Linked DNA regions of Neogale vison: region 1 is linked to region 2. A link is a contact called in public Hi-C data. All regions are on one chromosome and are shown on one strand. The core of a region is the stretch at or near the end of the contact, and the rest is flanking DNA. Distances in the headings are between cores, read along the strand shown. Region 1 has its middle 150 kb from the start of FOXN2. Region 2 holds the start of FBXO11 (F-box only protein 11).

Evidence for each region. Hi-C and Micro-C count contacts between places; a contact is called where the count stands out from the background.
Region 1: a contact with region 2 is called in a Hi-C map of muscle, with 7 times the contacts expected there. The contact joins the enhancer-like site here to the promoter of FBXO11 in region 2. A contact is called at or near these places in 2 of 3 Hi-C or Micro-C datasets (fibroblasts and muscle).

Annotation. Positions count from the first base shown.
Region 1 is chr8:71,563,124-71,567,250 of ASM_NN_V1, reverse strand. No RefSeq gene overlaps it. Among named protein-coding and RNA genes, the nearest start is that of FOXN2, 150 kb to the left of the region's middle. Within about 2 kb of position 1,575, the one cell type or tissue checked has open chromatin away from gene starts, as enhancers often do. A contact at or near this core is called in fibroblasts, where this site is marked.
Region 2 is chr8:71,392,831-71,397,077 of ASM_NN_V1, reverse strand. It overlaps FBXO11 (F-box only protein 11), which reads left to right and starts at 2,975. Exons shown (of 23, transcript XM_044263896.1): 1 at 2,975-3,068. It overlaps LOC122916463 (a long non-coding RNA gene), which reads right to left and starts at 2,109. Exons shown (of 2, transcript XR_006386201.1): 1 at 2,063-2,109; 2 at 1,020-1,225.

The sequences.
Region 1 (4,127 bases), core at 326-2,825, 170 kb before region 2:
CAGCTCGATATTCACTATGGGTGAGATGTACAGGCAGTCACTAGACCCTTTAAGAATGTAGCTGCCAGCACCTATTTGATCCTTATCGGAGACTTGCAGGCTATATAAAGCTCAGCCTTCTGGGCTAAAAGTGAACATTTTTCTTTTTCTGTCCCTCCTCAATACCAGCTTCACTTCAGGGATGTCATGTTGGTAGTTGAAAATTATCCATCATAAGTGATTTATATTATGAAAAATCAGCACACATTACAAAACAGGTTTCTTTTTGTTTTTCTGGAGAGCTGGTTATTAAATATTTACCAGCACACCCCTGCTTATAGGTATTGGAGGACTGGGGGAAAAAAGAGAGCATTAAAATAACACAGAGATAGTAAATGAAGAAAGCAGCTACCACCTCATGACTGGGAAACAAAGGAAAGAGACAGGGCTATGAAAATCTGGGAGTGCAGAAGAGGGACTCAGAACCTGGGGTCAGACTGCAGAGGAGGGGGCATGATGATACTGCATTGGGATGCTGATGGAAACTGGGGGCCAGAACGGACCACCGGTGCTGTGGTGAGATTGACAGGGATTGCAGACCACAAGCAAGGAATGTGTCTCTCCTCCCCCTGCCTCAAGTCCCCCTCTAGCACCCCTATTGGCAAAACTTAACGGGAGCAGCAGCAACGGAGAAATACAGTTTGCAGAGTCCCAGCTGCAGCCTTTCAAAACCGCATACAGAAGGTGGGTTGGGATGGGAACTAAGAGCTTAATAACTAGCATATTTTAAGCAGCTTGCCCAAGGTCACACAGTTCAAGTGTGGTCTGTCTTGTTCACTGCAATGTCTCGGCGCTAGAAAAGTCCCTACTGTGTAATATGCGCTCAGTAAACATTTGTGTAAAGAAGGAAAGAAGGCAGGCTAGGCGAGCCCAGTTCTACAGCACACATTTAAAGGCAAAAAGAGTCCAAAATTTCCCTTGTTGTCCGCCCCAGTTGTGTAATCATAGCCCCAAGTATGTCTTTCTGCTTGATGCACTGTCTCCCAGTGCAGCTGTAGTAGCTAACTAAGGAGGTACAATAGCCTGGTGCTTTGGAGAAATGTAGACCTGGATTCAAATCCCAATCCCACTATTCAAGAACTGTATGGCTTTGGGCAGATGACTCAGCGTCTCTAAACCTTGGTTTCCTCATCTGTAAAATGGAGATGATAACGGTGTGCCAGACTTAAATGAGGTAATTGTGTGTGGCACCTGCTCAGTCAATGCTCACTGTTACTATTACTTCCACCCCAATTCCAGAAGGGTGAGCAGGTAAGTGGTGGGCTGGGGTCAGGTAGGGATCAGCGACCCTGTTGTTCTGGGCTTCCTTCCCATGCTGGCCAGTGCTGGCCAAGTCCTGGGCTGGAGGAGCAGGGGTCTGCCCATGGCTGTGACAGTCAAGCCCAAGGTTGGAAGATGGAGGCCAGGCTGGCCAGGCCAGGGCTCTGCAACCCAGAAGGGTTCCACACACCACCCTTGGAACCTCATTCTCTGGAACCTGGAGATCGGAATCTGTGTGTTTCCTAACAGCGCAATGTTTCAAAGCAAGTTTACTCCAGCCTGAGACAAACGAGGGTGTGGCGGTTCCTTACATTCAAAACGAAACAAAAGAAAACAAAGAGAACCCCCGCCCCAAACCCAGGAAGGCCTACGGACTTTTCCCAGGCAGAAGGTGCTGCAGGAGTTGAGCGAGCTCCTCTGCCTCAGCGAGCGCGCGCCTCTGCGGCTGCTGCGCGGATCCAGAGCCTAGGAACACAGGTCCGGGGTCCTGTGCCTCCAAGGCCCTGGGGCTGCAGGGGTGGGGCGGGCGGGGTTCGCTCTGCCCAGCCGGGGCTTGGGCTGGGGGCCGAGCGCACGGTCGGGCTTGGCTGCGCTCCGCCCCGGGAAGCACCCGCTCCCCCTGCCGGAATCCCGGGAATGTCGCTGGTCGGGAAGCAGCTGGACCGCCTCTGGGCAGAGGGAGAGGTCGAACCTGGAATTTCTCGGGCGCTTTTGCACAATATCCCCCCAAGCGTTTCAGTCCCGTGAAGTAGAAGTCCACGGAGCGGGGGGTGTGAGAAGGAAGCGGCCTAATTCTCCGGGAAGACTTAGTCGCGGCAAAGGCCCCAGCTTGTAGCCCCTATAAATGGCTCTTCCTGGCTCGAAAGATCCCTTCTTTGTGTCTGAGGGAGGAAGCCCTTCCCCGCTTGGAAACCGACAGGGCCACCCGGGGCAGGCGTTTCCAGCTGGATTGTCGCCATCTCGTGGCAGGATTGGGTGGCCACACTGGAACCTTGGCCAGCCCGCCATGCGTGCAACTTTCTTGGGTCTCCAGGTACCTTTTCTTCTTTCCCCAACCAGCTAGCAATGGGCGTTTAAAAAATCATGTTCCCTGGCATGGGAGTTGAATTGTAATGCCTCTGCATGCCACCTCCCATTCGCAGGTGCTTGTGTCTTCCTAAAGGCAACCAAGTGTTACCGGGAGAGACCAGGAGAGAGCAGTTGCCTTCCTGAGGGGCTCTGCCACCTGAGGCACGATGAGCAACTTGAACAAGGCGCCAATCCCCCACCAATTTCCCATGATACAAACTAATGATTAAGAAGACAGAGACGCACTCTGTCTTGTTCCCAGTGGTTAGTAATGTTATTATACTTGATGAGTATTATTAAAGGACCCCTGTTATTAAAGACTCCCTATTATTATTGTTATTATTATTATTCAGCGTTTATAATATATTCTGTATTTCCAAAGCACTCAAAGACTATTATCTCCCTAAGCTTTCCAAACACTCTGTAGAGGCAGGCTTCAGCTTATAAAGTAGGGAAACTGAGGCACTGTAATTAGTGCGAAGTTCATAGATTGATGAGTCACCAGTAGTCATTTCTTCCTGGATGATTATTGTCTCACTCCAAAGTGTCAGAGATGCCAGTAGATGGTAAATAGACACCCTAACTTGGGAAACTAGTTCTCTCATCCATTTTTACGACCCATTGTAATCACATTAGAAACCCAGTTCCCGGAGTTTAAAACTTACAAGTCATGTGCTCATTGCATTGAGCATATGGATGATGTTAATTGTATTTTATTTTATTTTTACAAGTCAACATAACCCATTAAAAAAAAAAGCAGGGATGTTACAATCAATAAACCAGATGTATCTTGATTTGGAGAATAGATTGGTTTTCAAGACAAATACCCCATTCATTAGACACAACAAGCATAAAAAAGACCAATAAACGACAATCATCTTATTTTAGTGTCTATTATCCTTTCAGAGACAAGAGTTTTCTGCTTTCAGATTTTTGTTTCTTCTAAGAAGTTTACAGTCTTATCAGTAGGCACACTCGTATTACCATGGTACCTTAAGTTCTTTCAATAACATCTTTTTCTCCAAAAGCACCAACAAAATAAGTAAATTTTGCTCTCCTCATAGAAAGTGCCCCTCTTCTTTCTCCCACTCCCTCAAAAAAAGAGAGAAAAAAACATCCTGTCATTCTAGAAGTCTCCAAGGGAAAGCCTAGGTTTGAATTCAGAGCCAGGTTGAGGCTGAGGAAATGAGGGTTTGAGAGGCTTGTCCCTACCATCAGTTGCAGAGTTTAGTCCCGCCCCAGCAAAGCGACAGAGTTGAGGAAGTTTTTCCTGGGAGCCTTCCCATACAACCTTTAGTGTTCTTTCTTTACCTGGTTCGCACCCAAAATAATAAATTTCTAAATGTGTGTTTTTAAAGAAGTTAAGGGAGTTTATTTGTTGGTTTGGGGTGTATCAGGTCGGCCTTCTCAACCTTTCTTTATGTTCATTCACCTGGTTCATTAGCTCAGAAGGAATGGGTTTATGAATTGTATTAATAAATAGCTTCCCTTTATGAACCTATGATAAGTTATTCCTAGGCAGCCATCCTTTGAAGTAGATCCTCATTATCCCCACTTTACAGGTAAGGAAACTAAACTTCAAAAAAGCTCAGATAAGCTGCCCATAGTCACACAGCTTGGGAAGAGCTGGGATAGGTATACCAGACTGCAACTTCTGTGCCCACAGAAATAGGAAGCTACCTGCACAGTTAGGACTCCTTCAGGTAGGAAAACGAGACTCAGGAGTATGATAGGTAAATAGGAAATAAGTTAAAAAGTAA
Region 2 (4,247 bases), core at 1,726-4,225:
CACTCCTTTCTCAAGACACTTTACTTCACCTATCAGAGAATTGTCATAATATACTGGTTTTGTTAGAACAAGGCATCTTATTGCTACATGCCACAGAACTGTCGTAATAAACTTAAAAATCTAGGATGCCGAAGATATAAAATCTATTCACCTTAAACAGCAACCCTCAACTTCCATATGTATCTTGAAATGAGAGGGAGGTGGGTAAATCTCAAAGATTCAATATCTATGTTTAAAAAAGAGGATAATGTGGGGACTTGAGAAGTTAAACATTACAGAAAATAAACAAGTTACATCTTCTTTGTACATCTGAATTAATATAAGTAAATCTTCACCTCTGCCATGCCAAATTACAAATGCTTTATGCCCAAGATTTTTGCCTTTTATATTTATTTTTGGTATCTCCCGTAGCACCTTACATAGTCATGCAGATGGAAAGAAGGAACCAGTAAGTGTTTGTTGAATAAAAAAGTAAATTTGTTGAAAAATCAGAATTATGGATCCATCTGTATGTATAATAGCAAGTAATTTTCCTTCCCACCCCGTATCTAACCAAATCTAAAATTTTACCCATTGGCATCTAGCTAACAACCATAAAAATATGGAGTTCTTCAGTTGTTTTCTAAAACCTCTTTCTCAGATATTTTTTGAAGGAAACTTAGATCTAAGTTTCAACATTTTCAGGACCAAAGAGAGATCATCTCAAAACCACAGAATTTTTAAAAATCGAAAACAGGACTGTCATCCAAAATAAGTTCTTATTAAAAGGTGAGGAGGCCTCATCTAGAAAGGTAGCCTGCCTAGAGTCACATAATCAAATCAGGGATTCAAACACCCTGCACAATAAAGGCTCCTCCTGGCCCCTCACTCCCCTCCTTCCCCCGAGTACATACTTCTCTGCCTCTCAGCTTTACTTCATCATACTTTGTAAACCGCTTAATTATCTATGTCAAACCTAGAGAGCAACTGGTCGAACCCAAATAAGAGAGAAATCATCCAAAGTTCCGAAAACTAGAGAACCAGGTAAATTGCCAGTTTTACCATATACATAAAATGGTAAACAAAAGGAGAGCCGAGCGAATTGAGAAAGGGTACTTTTTCCGTCTTCACAACAAAAGCTAGGGAATAAAAACGCGTTTTCCTTGGGGACAGATTATGCTGAGGGGACCAGATACAAAAGATAATTCCTCTTGGGGTTTTTCCTTTCCCTTTGAGTTTGCGGGACCTAAAAAAAAAAAAAAAAATTTTTTTTTTAAATCACATAAGCAATCATAATCTCAGCACATTTACTTCCCTCCTTTTCTCACGTATTATTTTCCTGAACATTATCTAGACCACGTTTCCAAAAGAGAAATTGACCAAAGGTCTATTCAAAATGTTTTCAAGACTTAGGTGACTCCCCTTAGGCTGCGATTAGCAAAGTACTCCAAACTTCGGTTACAAGCTGAAAGCTCAGTGAATTGGATCTCCAAGGTTTGCAAATACCCTCAGCTGGGCTAAAGGGCACAGAATCTCTAGCGCTCCCTACAGCTCACATTTTGAACCTACCTACCACAGAAAACGCGAGTTACCAAGGATCGGTTCCCTGGCTCCACTTTTTTCTCTGGTTAAAAATCGGGTGAAGGTGGTGGGGGGGGGCGAAAAGGCGAACCAAAGGATTAATCACTTCTCCCCATTACATCAGCAGCCCCCGCCCTTTCCTCCGAGAACCTCCTCTCCTAGAATCGTCGCTACGCACTAGCGCTATCTTCGCCCACCCCCCGCTCTATTATATGCCCTGATACCTCCCCATTATCACCCGCCCCACCACACTCCCCCTTCCCTCCTTCCCCCTCCTTGGCGAGGGAGGGAGGAAACCCGAGAGAGGAAACAGGGCGTTGAAGGAAGGGTCTTCGCCATAAGAGCGGAGGCCCTATTGGCCTGAAGGTTGTATGGGAGCTCTCCATTGGCTGCTTGGCTAGAATCCCCGCCCCTCTGCGTCCCCGCCCATTCACCCCTCCCCCCGCCGCTCCGCGGCCCTCCCCCGCGCCCCTGGCCAGCCCCGCGGCGGGGAGGGACCCACTGGGCGAGTGGAGGCTCCGGCGATGTCAATGGCTCCTCCTGCCACGGAGCAGCAGCAGAAGCAGCGGCGACGGGGTTGAGGAGGAAGAGGAGGAGGAGGAAAGGTTCCTTTAAGGAGGAGGAACGACGACGCCTCTTTTTCCCTCTATCTCCTCCCTTCACACTCATTTCCCCTTCGCCTAGGAGAGAAGGGGGGGAGGAGAGAGAAGAGGCCGAAGAAAGAGAGAAAAAATTCCTCACAGAAATCTCTTTCAGGGGGTGTGGGGGTAGGAAGAGGAAAAAAAAAAAAAAAAAAAGAGCCGGGCGCCCCCTGCTCCCTCCCTCCCTTCTCTCCCTCTCTTCTCCTCCTTCTCCCTTCCTCGCCCGCCCGCCCACTCCCCCCGCCGCCGGAGACGCCGCTCGGGAGTCGGCGGGACCGGAGTCTGTCTCCTCACCCGCCGACGCCGCGCTTCGCCCCGGGATCCCCAGGCGGGCGGACGCCCTTTCTTTCTTTCTCTCGCTCTGCCCGTCTTTCTGTCTCCGTCCCTCGCGGCCGCCCCGCCCGGCGGCCTCGGCCTTCCCCGTGCGTCAGGCCCGCCCGCCCGGCCTCGCTCGGTCTCTGTCCGTCTCCGCGGGCCTTTCTCTTGACTCGGGGTCTCGCTCGCCCCCTCCGCCCTTCCCATCTCCCCTTCCCCTCGCCCCCTTTCCTTCCTCCCCCTCCCCAACCCCTACTCCTGCCCCGGAGCTCGCTGTGCGTGTGTGTGTGTGTGTGTGTCCCTCCGCCAACGCCGCCACCTCAGCCCGGCAAATGAACTCCGTCCGAGCCGCCAACCGGAGACCCAGGCGAGTGTCGCGGCCGCGCCCGGTGCAGCAACAGCAGCAGCAGCCCCCGCAGCAGCCGCCGCCGCAGCCGCCCCAGCAGCAGCCGCAGCAGCAGCCTCCGCCGCCGCCGCAGCAGCAGCAGCCTCCGCCACCGCCACCGCCGCCTCCGCCGCTGCCCCAGGAGCGGAACAACGCCGGCGAGCGGGGTAAGGCCGCGCTCCCTCCCCGCCGCCCGCCGGCTCGGGCGCCGGCCGGCCGGGACCCGCGGGGAGGGAGGCCGGGGCGGGCGGGGGAGGCCTGTGCGCCCCCGGGCTGGGAGACGGAGGCTGAGCGGAGGCGGGTCCGCGGCTGCCGCAGTGTCAGCCCGGCCCGGGCCCGGGCCGGCAGGAAAAGCCGCGGCTTCCCCACTCGCCTGGGCTCTAGCTCAGGCCGCGCTTTGTTTGGTTGCGGGGGCTCGGCACCCTCAACCCCCACCCATCCTTTGGCTTCTCGCCTGGTTCACGGACCCCGCAGGAGTCTGTTGGTGGCTAGGGTGGGGGGAGGCAAAGGGTGGGATTTCCCCCTTTTCTACTGCCTTCCACGTTTAGCCTCCTTCTTCCTAACAGAAGGCGGTGGGGAACAACTGGGAGTGATCGGGCGGTGGGGCTGGCTGGGGAACTTGTTTTCCCCCTTTTCTCTGTTAGCCTCCCCCTTCCTGTGGAGGAGGGGGAGGGGGAGAATCCGAGTGGTCTGTGGTGTTGGCCGGGGAACTTGTTTCCCCCACCCCCCTTCCTAGTCACGGGGTAGGGGCAGCAGCGACTTCTCTCCCAACCCCACAATGTTTGCTGCGCAGTTTGGCTTTAGTTACAGAACCCATGGGAAGGACCCGTTAAATCAAGACCTTTAAATAAATAAATATAGAATCCATCGGCCATTTCCAGCCCCCTCCCTCGCGTGCAGTGCAGTTACCCTGCCGCTCTATCGACACCCCTCTCGCCTGTCCTCCCTTAGCGAACCCCCTACGCCACTGTGCTACCCTCCGTCTCCTAGTGGGGTTTGAACGCCCCTTCCTTCGAACTGGCCCCTTGGGAGAGTGTGAGTGTGTGCTGTGTCCAAGGCCTAGTGAAATGTGTCATTTGGACCCAACTGTGCAGCTCTGTCTGGTAACCACCATTGTCTAAGGGCTGAGGCTCCCGGGGGTTGGATTCTTGGTTTAGCAAAAATAATGTTCAGTTCTACTTTGATGATGTGGTTATTTTGGGAGGTTTATGGGGTAGGGTGTTGCACCTTGGTCTCCAAATGTAACTATTCTCAATTAATTAGCAGCTCTCGGTGGGGGTGGAGGTCAGTACCATATTTATGTGTACGGTTGTTGTTTTAAGGAGGAGGGGAATTGTTAGGAGACA